2 separate regions of the Mus musculus genome follow, and region 1 is linked to region 2. The links are chromatin contacts, called in public ChIA-PET maps. All regions are on one chromosome and are shown on one strand. Each heading gives the region's core, a stretch centred on a gene start, on an enhancer-like site or on the middle of the called end of the contact. The rest is flanking DNA. Distances are from core to core; before and after follow the strand shown.

What was found. ChIA-PET counts read pairs in DNA pulled down with a chosen protein or histone mark.
Region 1: a contact with region 2 is called in an RNA polymerase II ChIA-PET map of memory CD8 T cells, with 6 read pairs. The contact joins the enhancer-like site here to the promoter of Ctsc in region 2. A contact is called at or near these places in 1 of 39 promoter capture datasets (frontonasal cranial neural crest), 2 of 484 Hi-C or Micro-C datasets (B cells and CD4 T cells) and 3 of 115 datasets of contacts at active chromatin or transcription factors (acute myeloid leukemia, bone marrow-derived macrophages and memory CD8 T cells).

Annotation. Positions count from the first base shown.
Region 1 is chr7:89,246,868-89,249,852 of GRCm38.p6, reverse strand. The region is part of intron 4 of Tmem135 (transmembrane protein 135); the gene reads left to right. Among named protein-coding and RNA genes, the nearest start is that of Tmem135, 90 kb to the left of the region's middle. Within about 2 kb of position 1,537, at least 139 of the 459 cell types and tissues checked have an H3K27ac peak or open chromatin away from gene starts, as enhancers often do. A contact at or near this core is called in B cells, acute myeloid leukemia, bone marrow-derived macrophages and 1 more, where this site is marked.
Region 2 is chr7:88,276,828-88,279,549 of GRCm38.p6, reverse strand. It overlaps Ctsc (cathepsin C), which reads right to left and starts at 1,465. Exons shown (of 7, transcript NM_009982.5): 1 at 1,176-1,465. The coding sequence starts at 1,347.

The DNA of each region.
Region 1 (2,985 bases), core at 288-2,787, 970 kb before region 2:
GAAAGTCCAGCTATCTGTTTGACTACAGGTTTTTTGGTTGGGGACTGCTATGTAGCAATGGAGAGTCCAACATTGCCAGTTCAGGAATTGGATTGTCCCATCTCACAACATTTTTGTATATTTGCAAGAAAATGTATATCAAAAACAATCATTACACTAAGAATCTAAAGAACTTTTTACCACTTCTGTTGATTTCTCAGTGCTTTAACACGGTTTACTATCTGCCCAGTGCCCTAGCACAGGGACAGGCAGACCTCGTCTAATAATAGTGAGTTAGAGAGTTCTTCAAGTGGTTTCTCTTACAGAAAATAGGATAAAAGCTCGAGTATTAGGAAAAACAGTCAAAGGCACATGGGAATTTGCCCCTTCTAAAATAGCTCCTGGCCAGTTTCTCATCCAAAATTACTGAATGAAAGTATTTATAATAATTTACACATGAAGACAATGCTTAAATTTAACTATTAAAGGTACCAAACATTAAGTATAAAATTCTGAAAATATATAATTCAGGATTTAATTAATACGTGACTGGTATTGTTAATTTTTTCAATAATTTTTTTCATCTTATATTATGTCTAATTTAGAAGTTATAAATTTCCATAAAATATATGAAAGCATTTGATGTGTACATGCACATATCCATATATGCATATATAGCATGATATTCTCTGTAGTTTCATCTGTCCTCTGGAGTTGTAGGACATATCCTACCCCCTGGGTAGAGAGTAACAAATGGACAGAGAGAAATATTAGAAAATCAAGGATAAAGAAAATCCCTTGAGATTACTACTGCTGTTTCTTCTCCATACATTTCTATAGATTTTTTGACACGCCCACATGCACACACAGGCACATACATTCACAGTCTTAAACTTAGTATTGCATCTAGGATCTATGAGATTGAATTTCTTATCTGGTATTATTATTAAAAAGTAGTCTTTCTTGATAGTGTTTTATAACAAGGATTTGTAGATATCTACCCACCCATAGTCACATAGGAAATGTCAAATGAATGGTTAGTATTAAACATCTTAAGTGGAATGAAAACTCTAGGAGTGGAACATTTTTAAAAACAATTTTCTGTGAGATAGTTACAAGTACTGACAGTCTTCTACCCCATCCACTTCCCTCCCACACTTGTTAGCACTGGCTTAGGTACAAGTAAATTAAAACCCTTCAGGTAGAGGTCAGAGGAAAATTACACACTCCAGTGCTTTCCAATAGAACCCAGGGCAGCTTAGCTTTACTGGCAGGATGCTTTTAGATTGAGACATACTTAAACTACTAGTGGAAAGAGGTGGCAAGTCAGTTGATTTGAGTACTAAAGATGAGATTTGGATCAAGTTCATTTGGATATTAAAGAAAAAGAATTTTGTCTTCAAATCATGTCTCCCTAGATAGCTTTCCCTTTTATCTGTGATTTGAGACATAAGAGTAATTTGATCCGGTTTTGAGAAACCATTGTTTACTTTATCTCAAGTGATTGCTTGCTACATCCGCCTTCCAGGCTTCCTCTATGAAATCACCTTCCTGAGTTGTCTGGTTTTAACAGAAACCGGAAGATGTATGGCACACTGCGGCATGCCTGTCACCGAGAGTAGAGTAAAAGCAAATGCGTCATTGGTGACAGTTTTACAAGTAGATCTTTCAGCTAGTTTTATGTGCTTCAGTAAAATCTATCGGTGAACTCATTGATGTATAATTTATGTTGGGAGTATGTGAACAACTCCTTTCTCAACAATGGTCTACTTTGAATCTCTTATCAAATTATATTGAAATTGTACTGTATTTTTGCAACTTAGCAGACTGTCCTAAAAGATTTTAGTTTTTAAATTTTTTTATGTTCACATTTTGATGTCAGCTCCTCCACGTCCCAGATCTATGTGTGTTGGCTTGTGCATAGGAACTCTAGGGATTGTAACCTCCCATCTAAACAAATGCACAAAAGGTTGTTCTTATTTACAAATTTTGCTTTAGCAGTTAAGTCCAATTGACAGTCCGACCCAGGCCCCATATGCCCTATGCGTAGACTTGCTTTGCCTCGACAACTTGTAAGTTGCCTCCTTCCTTTGTTGTAGCTCTAGATTTAGTCCAACAGCAATGAATGTTTTCCAGCCTCTGCTTGACTTCATTCCTAGGCCACCTCCTCTCTTCCATCTCCTTGTTTTCTTTTTGCATATGTTATGTACTGTCATTCTGCCTTAAAGTCATTTTTGTCATTCTCCCAAGATTATTCTTTCTTTATTCAGAGAGAAAAGAGGAGCAAAAGGGATTGGGTAAAGCAGAGGTAAAGCAGGGAGTAGGAGGGAGAGCTCAGGTTTATTTATGTTTTCCTTGTGGCACCATTTATAGAGTGCTGTGCATACTTGTAACTCCAGCCTCTGCAGGCTCATTCTTGCTCAGTCTCTGGACTCCCTCTGTTCCTCCTTCCTTTCTGGCCACCCACTTTCTATATGACCATTAAAAACTCAACATGTAGATTTAAAAAAATACTGTGACCAACTCAAAGCCTTAGGTCTGGCCTGGGTAATAGTTGAGCTGGTCAGTCTACCACTCTCTTGCACCTACCTGCACCATAAGGATGAGCTCTCAGCACTGCCCTGGCTGCTTGCTCAGTGTTGCAGCCAGCAACAGATGGGTAGAGCCCATCTTGCTCTCATGCCCTCAGGGCTGGCTTACCTGCTCATGCCAGCAGGGCTAGCTCTAGTGTGCTGCCCATGCAAGGGCTGGCTTGCTCTTGCTCTCCTGACTGCTCGAGCTTGTGAAGATACATATCTGAGTTTTTAACGGTCAAGTAGTCTCCATGACATAGGGCAAAACCTGGGTAATCTCTGGAGAGGAGTCCTAGTGAGGTGTTGCTTCTGTCTCCGACCAGCAGACGACACAGCGTTCTTCTCAAAGCAGTTTATTCAGGAACCTTTCAACATGCAAGCAGGACTCTCCTCTAGCCCCCAATCGCAATCCCTTATATAACCCCTTAACCAC
Region 2 (2,722 bases), core at 216-2,715:
ATGGGAACTTTCAATCTCTTCCCCTTCTCCTCTGTCTCCCTTCCCAAGGCTGTTTCCCTGATCTGTGATCTTGCCTCCCCTGCCAAAAGCAGTTTCCAAATAAACCTGAGATATAGATAGATAGATAGATAGATAGATAGATAGACAGACAGATAGGTAGATAGGTCCCTGATCTGGCTTGAATTAGCTCATTTTACCGTGAAGGAATAACTTATCAGAGACTTCATATGATAAGGCGATGCAAACCTTTTCTCTCCCTTCTGCCTCATCTCCATGCTCAAATTTAGAAAAGAAACAATTGTAGACACCACCCAGGATTAAGCTAAACCCAGTCACCTGGAATTTAGTAAATGACTCCTTGTTGGAGGCAGGGGAGGTGGGATATATGACAGCATTTATTCTACTCACAAGAAAACTACAGTTCAGAGTTGAGTTTCTCTGTGCAACTCTGACTGGGGAGACCATAAGTGTCACTCTTCTTATCTGTACTACTGTTTTCCTATATCCGAGGCACGTGGAATGCCCCAGTCTTCATTTACTACATACTCACTGAGAGCCAAGTGTTAGGCATTGCGTTTGCTTCCGTCATATCCAAACACTACTGTAAAATGTGACAAAAGAGACAGGAAAAAGCTTTTGTATATCTCTCGAAATTCCTTAAACAAGGCGTCCAGAAATGTCAAGGAAAGTAGCAGATAAAACAGGCCCAGTTTGAAGTGGTCTCTTCCCACTACCTCACAGGGAAAGAAGGAGCGCCCCCATTAGAAAGAAAAAGAAAAAAAAAAGAAAAAAAAAAAAAAAGAAAAAAAAAAAAAGGCTAACTCCTAGAGTCTGAGCTCAGCAGTCAAGACTCTGAATTTTAAAAACAAGAACCTGTCAGACCTGAGTGAAGGGTCAAGAAAGCAGTTCTCCACTCGCTTCTAAGAAATCAAAGCAAATAAAACAAGTAAAAAACCAGGGGCGCGTTTCCTTGAACATGAGTTGTGAGATAATCAGGAAAATAAGTGTAAAGTTAGAAGTTCTCAGCAGCTCAAATTCAACTTAGCGGCCCTGGCTCTGATCCCCCAAGGGGCCGTTCGTCAGCTCTTAACTCTCCAGTCACCCAGAAACGCCGGCCCCAAGGCAAGGACTCAGGGACAGAAAAGGACAACTCGGGACCCTGGGAAGCCGCTTACCCATCACCGAGCAGTTAATGTCGCTTCGGGAACTTCTAGGGCCCACCTGGAACACCCAGGTGCCCAGCAGATCAGGGTAGGTGCAGTTGGCAGGAGTGTCGGAGCGCACGGTGCAGACTCCCAAAAGCACCAGCAGCAGGACGGCGCGCAAGGAGTGGGTCCAGGGACCCATGCTGACGGCGCCCGCGGAGCAGATGGCAGAGAAAGCAAGTTCAACTGGAACACCACTCGATGGCAGTCAGGCGACCCTAGTGGCTCCCGCCTTAAAATACCCAAGAGCCCGGAAACCCAGGGTCCGCGGGGCGGGGTTACAGGGTGGTGAGAACAGAATGAGGTGGGGGAGGAGCGGCGAGGCTGTGAGGACGGGGGCGTGGAGTGACTGAGATGTAGGGAGGGACAGGGTGTGACTAGGTGAGGCAGCACGAGGTGGCCTGAGGAAGTTAGTTAGTGACAGTGTAGGGTGGGGACAGGCACCACTAGGAGGAAGAAGGAAAGTGGCCTTTGGGGACCTCTGCCTTTCAAGGAACGCCAAAGCTGAGAACTCTGTAGCGGTGTTTTGTAATGCCAGTGTGATTAAAATAGAATCTACCCTGTGCAATACAGGGTTGACAAGAGTCTTAAAGTCTACTGAGGCTAATTCTCTTTCTCTTGTTTTTGGTGCACTTTCCTGCATTTCTGACTCCGTGGAAAAACTTTACTAGCTAACCTAAGATAGTCTTGAGAATTTCTGTTCCATTTACCAAATCTAGCTTTTTATCTTCAGGGTTTTCTTTGGTTTCCGGTCTGCCTGTTTACCCGAAGATTTCAATTGTAGTGAACCTTTACAGGTTGGGTGAATCTGTTTTGTTTTCCCTCCCTGGAACTTTATTAGGATTAAGTTGAATGGGGTGGGGGTTGCGGGTGACTGGGGTGATCACATTGTGATCACATTGCTCAAGCCCTTCTGTTTTCAGAATGAAAGCAAGAATTAGAGAAAGAGGAAGTAGCTTGCTCAGGATGAAGTGGTCTTCTGAGCTCCTGTGTCAGGCTTTCCCAAGGGCGAGCTGAAGGGAGCATAGTTGAACCTTGCCTCCTCTGTCAGTCTTCTTGCCTGCAATTGTTAAGTAGTAATCTTTAGCGAAGCATCCTGCTCTTGTGAGAGCTGTTTTGAGTTGCCTGGCTGTTGTTGGCTGGGATCATGATCATTCTGAGCTAATCTGAGAATACAGAGATGAACCAGGCAGACTTGATGAGCCTCTTTGACCTAGTAGGCTTGTGCACTTTGTTTCTTTTTAAACCCCATCCCACAGATCACAGATATTTATGTGCAGACTTTTTTTTTTTTTTTTCCACTGAGTACATGCAGTCCGAGGAAGCAATGTGGTTGAAGAACAAACCACTTCTGTCTCTGAATTCTGCTTTAAAAACACTCAGGCTTCTAAGCCTGAAGGCACACTTTGATAGGGGTCCTTCTTGATAACTAAGGGGCTAGAGTGTTCTTTCATATGAAACTAGGCTACAAGAGCTAAATGGGGAGGAGCTGACACCTTCTAGATCTCAAAAGCCTT